Regions from separate parts of the Anas platyrhynchos genome. Here region 2 is linked to region 1. The links are chromatin contacts, called in public Hi-C maps. All regions are on one chromosome and are shown on one strand. Each heading gives the region's core, a stretch centred on a gene start, on an enhancer-like site or on the middle of the called end of the contact. The rest is flanking DNA. Distances are from core to core; before and after follow the strand shown. Region 1 overlaps DIP2A (disco interacting protein 2 homolog A). Region 2 holds the start of DIP2A (disco interacting protein 2 homolog A).

Region 1 (2,809 bases), core at 148-2,647:
CTTATTTTAGAATCACAGAATCGTCTAGGTTGGAAAAGACCTTCAAGATCATCAAGTCCAACCATCAGCCTGATCTGCAGAGCCCCGTCACTAACCATGTCCCTCAGTGCCACATCCACACGTCTCGTAAATAGTTACAGGGATGGGTACTCAATCGCTTGACCACACTCTTCCTAATCTAACTGTGCAGTCTGCTTGACCACACTCTTCCAATCTAACCCCCTCTGGCACAATTCTAGACCATTTCTTCACATCCTATCACTTTTCACCTGAAAAAAGAGACCAACACCCTTCTCCCTGCCAACACCCTCCTCCCTGCAACCTCCTTTCAGGTAGCTATAGAGAGCATTGAGGTCTCTCCTCAGCATCCTCTGCTCCAGACTGATCACTCCCAGTTCCCTCATTCACTCCTCACAAGTCTCACTTTCCTAGTCCCTTCATCAGCTTCATTGCTCTTCTCTCCACAGTCAAGCAACTCAGTAGCTCAGTAGCCTTCCTGTAGCGAGGGGCCCAAAACTGAACAAAATTAACTGCAAAATTAACTCAGCAAGAAAATTGCAAAGAACCCAACTGGCTTTGAAGCATCTAATTTTACTGTCGAGCACTAGCAACAAAGTTTGTTGCTCTGGCAAGGAAGTTATGAGACTTGTTGGATGTGGTCAGTTGTCTTTAAAATAAATAAATAAATCTGTCGGCCTGTATTTGCTGGTAAAGGTTTCAGGAGAGAATGTTCTGTAAGCATTGTCATGTTACCAGAGTGCTTAGAGCTTTTTCTAAATGTGAGAGCTGGGCAAAAAATTTCAGAAGTCTCATTGCTCACAGCCTGCACGCTCTCTGCACCTGAATGGGAGGCATTCCCTCTACGTACCTACCCTGAATTATCCTTTTTAATAGTGCAATAACCATGAACTTAGGATGGTTCAGGAGTTCCACATGCCTTTGTTATTATTTATTTTTGTCAGTTCAGATCTCTTTCAAAATAATTTTTCTAGCTAATTTAGCACGGTGAGCTTAAAACACTTTTTTTTTTTTCCCATTTCACATTACTGGGGATGTGTAGACCTGAGCCAGTAAGCCACTACATTACAATCCTTGTATTTGCAGAAATGAATGCAATTAAAATCAGACATTGTTAATACTTAGTAACTGAAATGTTGTTACATATAGTTACCATCCATTACCAGGAAGGAAGCACTGTGTTCTAGTTACAGTGTTAAGTTCAAAGCGAAGTCCCCTGGCCAGTAGTAATGGAAGTGCTTTTATTGTCTGTCTTTCCAAAAATTTTGATGTGCTATTGTTTATGTCCCATTGAGTCTCTCATGCTTCCCATACACATTTCACATGATCAGAACTTGGGATGTTGTCTTGGTACACGTTTGGTCCCTAAGGCAGTGGTTTCTGTGGCTATCATGGGTAAGCTCCCAGACAGGAAGAGCTGCAAGCCAAGTACATAGCATTCTGTCCACAGCACACTGAGAACCAAGATTTAACTCCTGTGATTGTCACACAGCCAGGTGTTACCTGGCTAATTTTCTCTTCCTGGTAAAATTGTTTTAATATTGGGAAGTTTTTACTATGAGTATTTCCATTTCATATTCAGTTAATACTTTGCATTCTTTACATTTAAATGTGTTTGTTTTTTTTTCCTCGGCTTATATAAGATATCTGAAAGTGTAGAAATTTTAGATAGACTTTGTTGAACTTGTAACTGGGTAACGGACACCATCAGAATATGTATCCTCTGAGAAACCTGTGTTTTCCTGTACTTTTATTTCTTACTCTGAAGTGATAATATATCACAAATGTGTTTTGTTTTGTTTTGTTTTGTTTTAAACCTGACTATAATCCTATTTTGTTATATCTTCCTGGAATTGTTTATTTTTGCCTTCCGCCTAAAAGAAAGGGAAGGTTGCAAGCACTAATGGGCTGGTTTGGCTCCTCTCCAGAGACAGATGGAGTCAGAAGCCAAAAACTAAAACTGTTGTCCACAGAAATATCACATGAGGCGCAGGCCCAGTAATGGTGATCCACAGCAGTATCTTCTCAAAGATCAGTTGTTTGTGTATATTTATTCAAAGCTTGTCATGTTTGACTAGGGATGGCCAAGTAATGGGAGATTTGTGATTTAAACTTTGAAACGGCCCTTAAGTTAAACTGGATTTCTAATTTTGTGTTTTCACACTATTTAAGAACAATTATTCTAGAGCTGTTGGAAATGCACATATTCTTGAAAGCAGAAAGTTAAACACCTGGTGATTGAAAATTGTTCCCAAAGGTGAGGAAATGATTGTCAGTATGGCTTCAACAAAATTTTGCTATTAAGTTATATATTGCTTAATCTTCTGTGTTCAGTAGATGTAGAAAAATGCCAAAGCAAAGGCTGCAAGTTTCTGAGGTAACCAATCTGTGTTGCCCAGGAGCTCTGTGTCTGGAAATGACTCTGGAGTACAGCAATGGACACCTTGTCTTTTTCATCAGGTGTTTGTTTTTTTCTTTTCTTTTCTCATGCTGACTTCTTCCTGCAGTATCTTTTCTAAATTCTTCTCATCATTGTGTGTGGCTTAAAACCACTGTGTGCAAACTGACTTGATTTGAGCTTTATCAGTATATGGGCAATACATTGTTTTAGGAGCTTCCCTTTGACTACCGGAGTTGGAGGATGTTATATTGAGGATCAAGTTCTTAAAATACCGTAGTTTATTTAGGAAGAAACTGAACATCCAGCTTACATAGTGTGTTTTGTGGCAAGCCTCAGTTTCACATTCTAACAATTTTGACAGGAGATCTCAGACTGAAAAAAGACAAGATG
Region 2 (2,809 bases), core at 165-2,664, 48 kb before region 1:
GCATTTGTAGGGAGAAAATTCGTGCGGCCTAAGCCCAATTAGAGTTTACGCTGGCTAGGTCTGTGGGAGAAGATAAAAAGGGCTTTTTTAAATATGTGACGAAACATCACACCAAAAAACATCACACAATGGGTGAACAATTGGTTGACAGGTAGGGCTCAAAGGGTTGTGGTAAATGGGTCCACATCAGGCTGGCAGATGGTCATCAGTAGAGTCCCCCAAGGCTCCATTTTACAGCCAGTTCTCTTCAATGTTTTTATAAATGGTTTGGATGTAGGACTAGAAGGTATTTTGAACAAATTTGACGATGATACTAAACTTGGAGGAGTTGTTGACTCTGCTGAGGGTGGAAAGGCCTTGCAGAGAGATCTGGACAGATTGGAGAGCTGGGCAAACACCAACCGCATGAAGTTTAACAAAAGCAAGTGCTGGGTCCTGCACCAGGGACAGGGCAAACATGGCTATACGTACAGACTGGGGAACAAGACACTAGAGAGCAGCCCCACAGAGGGATCTGGGGGCTGTGGCTGACAGCAAGCTGAATGTGAGCCAGCAGTGTGCCCTGGCAGCCAGGAGGGCCAAATGTAACCTGGGGTGCATCAAGCAGAGCATTGCTAGTCGGTCAAGGGAAGTGATTATCCTGCTGTACTCTGCGTTGGTGTGGCCTCACCTCGAGTACTGTGTGCAGTTCTGGGCACCACATGCCCGGAAAAGAGGAGCCTGAGGGGAGACCTCATTGCAGCCTACAGCTTCCTCATGAGGGAGTAGAGGGGCAGGCGCTGATCTGTTCTCTTTAGTGACCAGTGACAGGACCTAGGGGAATGGACTCAAGCTGTGACAGGGGAGGTTCAGGCTGGGCATCAGGAAGAGGTTCTTCAGTGAGAGGGTTGTCACGCACTGGAACAGGCTCCCCAGGGATGTAGTCATGGCACCAAGCCTGTCAGAGTTTAAGAAGCGTTTGGACTGTGCTTATGGTCTGAACTTTTGGGTAGACTTTTGTGGTGCCAGGAGTTGGACTTGATGGACTTCCAACTCAGGATATTTTATGATTCCACGATTCCTTACACCTGTGACACAGGCACCTCACTAGTGAGTTGTCCTGTATTCAGAAATAAACAGAGACCCTTCATCCTCTGTCATTTTCCTTCCTGCTGAAGGGGACACCAGCTGTAGTGGAAGGGCCATGTTCTTCCGCCACACCACTCAAGAAAGAGCAGGTGCGGAGAAAACGTCAACCCTGAAGGCTCTGGGGGGGCTGCCCTGCCACTGCCTCGCGTGTGAGGAGACCCTTCCGCGGTCGTCGCAGGCGGAGGGCGCCGGCTCCTCCTGAAGCCCCCTCTCGGGGCCAAGCTCCGCGGCGGGTCCTAGCCCTGCCTGCGCCGCCAGGGGGCAGCCTCCGGGGGCTGCGGCGGCGGCTGCGCGGTGCGCGGGGGCCGGCCCGGTGCGGCCCGGTGCGGCTCGGCGCGGCGCTTCCTCCCGCTCCCCGCCCGTCCCTTCCGCGCCTTGCGGCCGCGGCCGCTCCCCGTCCTCCCGCCTGGGGCCGCGCTGGGCGGCGGCTGCGGCGGGGCCCGCGCCATGGCGGCGGAGCGGGGGGGCTGCTCCCTGGACGCCGTGCCGCTGCCGCCCGAGGTGCGAGAGAGCCTGGCGGAGCTGGAGCTGGAGCTGTCGGAAGGTGAGAGCGGGGCCGGGGGGGGGCTCGGCTCCTCGGGCCGGGCCGGGGCGCGGTGCCTCTGCCACAGCCCGCGGGGGTGCCGGGGGGCTGCGAGGCCGCGGCCTGGCCGCCCTGCGCCGCCTCACGCCGCGCTGCGGCTCTCGGCGGGCGGCTGTGAGGACGCGGCCGGGCGGGGTGGGCCCGGGGGGGCTTCGTTCCCCAACGGGTCCATACAGCGAGCCCGGAGCGGCTTCTCAGCACCCGGGCTGAAATGTGCTCTGCTGGGCTCAGGTCAGAGGGCAGTCAAGTTTCTTCTTAAGCAGCTATTTGGATTCCAGCAGGCGGGTAGTTCCAGAAGTCCTGTTAGTGTCTTTCGCTTGCGGTCTCTGCTTGTTGTGTGACTGGGTTCTGTGAAAATATCACCCTTTTTTTTTCTTTTCTTTTTTTTTTTTTTGTACCATTTCTTAATAATAGCTAAGATATTAAGCCTTTAGCTACGATTCAAAATATTTTTTATATTTTTCACTGTCCCAAGGACCAGTGAGGCAATGAGGTTACATTCCTCTCCTGGCCTGGTTTCAGAGATGCGGTGGCAGACCGAGGTTTCTCTCCTGGTGCTGTAGTTAAGCCCTTCTGCCTGTTTGCTGTCCCCAAAGGCACGGTTTCGTCCTGCTATCTCCACTCATGTTTGATGATGATGATGCTCCTATGACCCTGTGGCAATTACATTTGTGTTCTTGGATTGCTTTTATTTGTTTGTTTTGTGCTGTTGTTAGACTGTTTTGGTTGTTTGGTTTGTTTTTTTGTGCGTTAGTTGCCTGGCTGGCCACATGGACAGGCAGGCTCTGGGTGCTGCAGAGCAGGCAGGGCAGGAGACCAAGACAGCGCCTTCTGGGAGCAGGTGCTCGTTACGCTTCCCCCGGCTATGTGGTTGGACTATACCTCGAAGTAGAGTAGATAAAAAGCTATTAATACTGTGGCCCTGAGGTAGAAGCAACTGATCTCCTCCTTGAGTGTTGCAGTTTTCAGATCAGTGTGTTCAGGTGGGCAAAACCTGGGTTATTTTACCTCAGGTGTGCTGGCTGAAAGGTGGTGGTTTAGGAAATGGTTCACAGGTCAGCTGTCTTTCCTCAGGTGTGGGACCATTGCTGCAGAGGT

What was found. Hi-C and Micro-C count contacts between places; a contact is called where the count stands out from the background.
Region 2: a Hi-C map of subcutaneous adipose tissue shows a contact between it and region 1, with 2.5 times the contacts expected there. The contact joins the promoter of DIP2A here to the enhancer-like site in region 1. A contact is called at or near these places in 3 of 8 Hi-C or Micro-C datasets (F5 follicle, skeletal muscle and subcutaneous adipose tissue).

Annotation. Positions count from the first base shown.
Region 1 is chr7:28,408,844-28,411,652 of IASCAAS_PekinDuck_T2T, reverse strand. The region is part of intron 4 of DIP2A (disco interacting protein 2 homolog A); the gene reads left to right. Among named protein-coding and RNA genes, the nearest start is that of DIP2A, 48 kb to the left of the region's middle. Within about 2 kb of position 1,397, at least 1 of the 8 cell types and tissues checked has an H3K27ac peak or open chromatin away from gene starts, as enhancers often do. A contact at or near this core is called in subcutaneous adipose tissue, where this site is marked.
Region 2 is chr7:28,456,880-28,459,688 of IASCAAS_PekinDuck_T2T, reverse strand. DIP2A (disco interacting protein 2 homolog A) reads left to right here and starts at 1,414. Exons shown (of 43, transcript XM_072041101.1): 1 at 1,414-1,672. The coding sequence starts at 1,576.